Regions from separate parts of the Podarcis muralis genome. Here region 2 is linked to region 1. The links are chromatin contacts, called in public Hi-C maps. All regions are on one chromosome and are shown on one strand. Each heading gives the region's core, a stretch centred on a gene start, on an enhancer-like site or on the middle of the called end of the contact. The rest is flanking DNA. Distances are from core to core; before and after follow the strand shown.

The links. A called contact is a pair of places that touch in the nucleus more often than the background predicts.
Region 2: a Hi-C map of tail shows a contact between it and region 1, with 4 times the contacts expected there. The contact joins the promoter of BTF3 here to the promoter of TMEM174 in region 1. A contact is called at or near these places in 2 of 3 Hi-C or Micro-C datasets (blood and tail).

The regions. Positions count from the first base shown.
Region 1 is chr11:36,775,412-36,778,377 of rPodMur119.hap1.1, reverse strand. TMEM174 (transmembrane protein 174) reads right to left here and starts at 1,366. Exons shown (of 4, transcript XM_077936284.1): 1 at 1,043-1,366; 2 at 701-1,041; 3 at 635-698. The coding sequence starts at 1,230.
Region 2 is chr11:36,938,244-36,941,086 of rPodMur119.hap1.1, reverse strand. BTF3 (basic transcription factor 3) reads right to left here and starts at 1,330. Exons shown (of 6, transcript XM_028749573.2): 1 at 1,198-1,330; 2 at 675-743. The coding sequence starts at 743. It overlaps ANKRA2 (ankyrin repeat family A member 2), which reads left to right. Exons shown (of 9, transcript XM_028749570.2): 9 at 1-1,289.

The sequences.
Region 1 (2,966 bases), core at 117-2,616:
TTAATGTAGGTTGCACAGCCTGCCTCTGCTGAGAATGATAGTCACAAAACACCAATGCATTCTTTGGGGACAGGTAAAGTCCCAGTGTGAGAACAGCTGTGGAGCTTATAAGGGCATGTAGTGCAGATCTGCTCTTCTAAACTAATTTTCAGGACCATAGGAAGGAGAGGGGATATGCTTGTTCAGTGTTGAGGAAAGCACATTCTGAATATGCTCAGAAACACCTTTTCCCCATACTATTAAAGGTTTCTGGCATGAAAAATAGATTCTGGGGTAGAAATCTGGAGTTCTATCTCTATTAATCCACTCCTAATGCTACTTTGACAAAATGAAAATAATTCTGTGTCGGAGGTAACAGATACTTTTTTTAAAAAAAAGGGGGGGATTGTATTTAGCAGAGAAAAATAACAACACATAGAAGATTAAAATGCTCCATGAATGCCGCATCATTAATTAATTGGAACGGCAATATCTGTGAACCAGTTATGGCTGCTGCTTCAGGCAATGCTCTTGTTTCAAGTCAGTAATTGAAATTCTGTCTGAGCAAAGACTACGCCAATGCTTCATTAACGCCACTAACCAGTGCATGTAAAAGACCTTGCAACCGAAATGCAGTGTACACATAGTAACTTACCGTCCGATTCTGGTGTCTGCAGGAAGATAAGCAGAGTAATTCTCATCTGCAGAAAAAGCAGTTTCAGGGGGTTGACATTATAGTAACAAGGAGGGCTCAAAGCGGGAATTAGTGGCCTGGAGAATGGAGGAATTCCAGGATGACTCAATACTTGATGAAAATTCATGCCAATACCTTCCTGGGCTGAATAAGGAGGGATGTACTGCACCACTGTAGCACCGTGGAAATTTATAGCCTGGCTAATCCTAGTGAAAACAACAGATTGTCCAATAGGAGTCTGGCCTGTGTCAGATGCTGTTCCTTCATTTGGGCTGCATGATTTGCAAGCAATCATTTTAAACATGCACACAGCAATCAGCAAAAATGTCACGCCTACTGAAAGGACAATAGGCCCGAGCAACTGATCATTTGAAGCAAGTGACCCTTTCATATTTTGCCCATCACATCACGGTGAATGTAATTCCTACTAGCCCCAAAAACGCACCAGAGAAATGTAGTGTGGTCATCTTTGTGGTCATCAGACACCATGAGAACTGCTCAGTTAACAAGGAGTGAAGGAAAACACGCAGGGGAAGGCATCTTGAACAGCGCTCCATTCCATTACTGTGCAAACCTGTCCTGGAATGCCTAGGAAAGAGGATGTCCTTGGTAGGACATACCAAGTGGAAAGTTTGCACTAGTTATACAAGAACTCTGTTCACAATAGCGCAGTTGGGTAACATTAGACTCTGGACTTAAATCATCTCATGGGCGCTAGTAATGGAAGCTGTTTAGTTATTTATAAATATATGTATACATACCACTATTTATAAATTATAGCAGAGCAGTTCATAATTGCACAACAAAACCTTACAACAAAAAACACATTTAAAAAGTCAAAATCAGAAACCGCTAGCTCTTGTGGAAAGATGTGCTCTTATTTGCCCTACATAAGCCTGACAGAGTTGAAAGGTTTTCAGAAACAGACAGCACATGCTGAATCTGTGTTGGCAGAGTATTCCACAATACTGGGCCAATGACACTAAAGGCTCAGTTTCTTGTCAAAGGAGCTTTGCCAATTTGGGGAATGAACAACGATGTTCCTGCAGATGATCTCAGTAATCAAGCTGAGATATAAGGGTTCAGTCAGTCCCTGGAGTATCCTGAGCCTTAAGTTGTTCAGGGCTTTGTAAATGACGACAAGGACCTTGAACCTGGCTGGGTAGTAGATGGGCAGCCGGTGGAGATGGTTTCACATATTGTCAGCCTGATGTCCCCCTATCAGCAATCTGGTTACCACATTCTGCACCAGCTGACGTTCCCATTAGGGAAAAAGGGGCACTGCCCCACCAACCGCAGTCTACCCTGAGTCAGCCTGCACCTGCCTGCCTTTATACTTACAATCAGTCTAGGAGATAGTCCTGCCAATAGAAGCTTCCCCCTTCTCTTCAGCTACCCTTGTATAACTCAGCAGGGAAGAAGAGGACAGAAGTAGAATTAGTTGGCTCTGCCTGTCATTGGCTCTGGCACCACCTACTGTTGGGCTCTCTGCCTTCTGCCCTACCAGTGACAATGGGCAAGAACCACCACTGTGATAACCGGTATGTATTGCTCCCCAGATACCCACCAGCTTCCCAGATAAGCACAAGTGTAACCTGTTCAGAAGAAAGTCAAGCTGTGCTCAACAGACCTTATCCCAAGGTAAGCATAGATTACAACTAAGAAATCTGAAGCCTCACAGAGAAAAAGATATGGAAGATCAGAAACCACAAGGAAAACAAACAAAGCCAGGAATGTGGACACCGGCCTCACTTCCTGCTCTGCCAACACCTGCACTTTACATTTTAAAACAAAAAGCTTGAAAAGGCAATCCAGATTTGGGCTTTTAAAAAAATAAAAATAAAGAAATAGATTATCTGAACCTATGCCAAGTTTACCATTTTAAACCTACTCAACACATCACAGTACCACCCTGACTACAGGATTTAAGTGGTTTTAAGTGCCCTAATGCTGAAAACATTTAGAGGCTGCAAAGTGGAGCCTAGATAATTTCCCTGCTCTTTCCCTTGCATCAGCCAAGGCCACTGAATCTTTGCAAGACCTAGGTCTGGCATGGAATCCAAGGGCTAGACACTGGTCTAAGCAAACTAGGGTGGCGAGACGAAGACAACACAATTGGCAACACTACAGCACCCACTCAGAGCATCTACTGCCCTGCAAGAGACACTGCCTTTTATTCAGGGTTGGCTTCAGGCTTGAAGGGGCCTTTCTGCAGGCTTCCCTGGCAGTAGCAGGTGAAAAGCTATATCTGCCCTAACCGGATTCCTATCAGATTTGCACATCTTTCTGAATG
Region 2 (2,843 bases), core at 81-2,580, 160 kb before region 1:
AGGCAAGCACCTGAGTGATGTGTCATTAAGAGAACAAAGGAAATGAGGCTCCGTGTGAGACAACAAATGGGTGGGGCCCCACTGTCAACTCAGATAGTTAGAAGGGCAAAGCTTGAGTTGCGAGTTTGCAGAGATGTGACCTACAGGAAAAAGCAGCTAGCTAGCTAGAGAGAGTCAGAGAGCAATGTCTGATGACTGTTTTAACTCCAAGGTGAAGCTATGGGAGAAACATGACTCCTTTGGATTGCTGATGCTGTTAACCTCTTCATCATAGGGTGTCAGTCAGTCTGTATACATGTGTAAAAAAACCATATATCATAAAGATGCCACAGTCTCCGCTCTGCGCCCCAGTTCCAAAAGAAAAAACAGACCCTCAGTAAGTGCCTGGAACCCCTGAAATCTCTAGGAGATTGGGGTGGGATGCAACTATATTACGTACGCCTAAATTCAGGTATAACCTCCTCTTCCCCTCCAAACAACAACAAAATCCTAATTGTCTTCTTCAAAATACAGGCTACAGAAAAACTGTAAAAACATAAATGCAGCGTTGCTAGACAATAATAATAATAATAATAAAGGCCTGTACAAGTACTGTAAAATGCAGCAGCCGCAGCCAAGGTGAAAGGAAAAACGAATTTTGGAGACGCAGCGAAGATGAAGGGAGGCCACCTTACCTTCCCACCGATGCGCACTTGAGCTTGCAGCTTAGCTAGTTTTTCTTGATTCATGATAGTTTCTTTCATCTAAGAGAAGAAGAGAAGAGACGTGAGGCGATTAGGCGGGCGACACCCAAGCAAAGAGGGCAGAGAGGGCCCGATGAGCCCGGGTGGCGGGCGGCGCCCCCAAAGCCTCCTCGCCCTCTTGGGCCCAGGCGAGGGAAGAGAGGCCTCGCCTCACCCTCGGCCGGGCTCCGGCCGTGAGGAGCTTTCTGAAGTGAGGAAGGCAGCCTGCGCCACCACGAGGAACGGCCTTCAAGCCAGAGGAGCCGCTAGGCCGAAAGGGGACCCAAGACACACCCCCCGGAGGCCTGGAGAGAGACGGGCGCACGCAGAACCCAGGGCCCGCGGCTTCTTCCCGGCTCCAAGGCCTCAGAGGGCTCCTACCAGGCGCACCTGCGGCCGCTGCTCCCCCCTTCGCCGCCTCCAGGCCTGCCTATCTCCCTTCCCCCACCTCCCTCGGGTGCCTCTTCCTTTGTACCTTCTCAGAAGGAAGCGGCCCGAGCTGGGCAGGGCGAGGAGCTGAAGGGCTGCGGCCGGGAAAGCGCGGAGCTTGACGCGCGCACGCGGAAAGGGACGAAGATGGCCGCCGGAAAGGAAAACAGGAGGCGGCGGCGGCGGCGCCGTCGTGACGAAAGCAAGACGTCCTTACGCGCTCGCGCACGAACAACCCCCAACGTTCGATGCGCATCCTCCGGAGTCTGAGCTTTAGCGCGCGTGCGCGAGCGTAGTTAGCGCTCCTCGCCTTCAGGAGGGAGCAGGCAGGCAGGGCGGTGTGGCGCGTGGTTCCCGGGGGCCAGAAGGAAGCGAAGGTCCTGGTCGTGGCTCAGCTTGGCCGTGGATTGCCACGCCGCCCAGCAAAACAGCGACTGGTCGTGGCATATCGTGGTGTTAAACAGATTGGATCAAAGAGCTTCTATGAATGGTTGCAATCTTTGGATTTGAAAAACAGTTAAATTTATCTTTTCAAAGATTCCTTGACGATATCTGATGGGTGCTTATTTTTGCAGTATATGTTTCATTGCAGATATTTTGTATGTGTGTTTTAAATTCTGTTTCCCCTCTGATTATTTGCAGAGGAGCATGATTGAGTTGTTCTTGGTTGGTTGGTTTTTATTAAGTATTTTGTGATTTTTATCCTGTGGACTGCCCTGAGACCTGTAGGTACAGTATAGGGTGGCATATAAATTTAATAAATAAACAAATTACTACTACTACTACTAGGAAAACCAGGGAAACTGGTCACCTAGCCTACCTATTTATGGTGAAGGCCATCTAGTTCTTATTGAGAGGTTTCTGTGTTAATAGAGCGCAATTGAAGTATTTACATAATTAACTTTGTCTACTTTTCTGTTTTATATATCTATATAGTTTAATGCCTTTACTACAGCAGGGTTCAGAATGCTCCAGAATTAATACATTCGTTTATCCTCCAGGAAACACAAGGCATTTGCACAGGCATTTTTTTCAGCCAGAACTCACTGGAACTCAGTTACAGCACCACTCAGGTGGGCACCATTGCCCATTATAAGAGCACAAGGGTTCCGGCAGCACCTCTTTTTCTTGGAAAATAGGCCTGGCATTGCATATGGTTCCTACCCTGCCCATTTAACCCTCACAGCAATCCTGTGAGGGTGGGTTAGGCTAGGCTGAGGCAGAACGACTCGTCCTGTATTGCTCACTCAGCTTCATAGCCTAGTGGGGATTTGAACCTGAGTCCTGTGGCATCTGAGGTGCCTTGGATAGTTGTAATGTCTTTGGTGTCTCATATATCACCACCTTGAGTTAGAATTCCATTCCTGTGGTAGACTGATTCACACCACACAGACCTAAGTTGCAATAAATGAAAATGATTGTTGGCATCATCATCAGGAGCTTTAATCAAAGCAATTGTCAGAACTCTTAGAGCTAAAGGTAAAATCAAAGTTCAGTCCACAGGCACACTTTTTAAATATTTCCCTATGGAAAAAGAGCTCCCTGCAAGAAGAAAACAAGCACAGCAATAAGCAAGCTGAACCTTCTTCCCTGATACTCACTTTTTTCCTTGCAGGGAGAGTTGGGGAGGCAGTATCACCTGGCACCCCAGCATTACATCCAAAAGTATGCAGTCTACTAGATCATACCAGG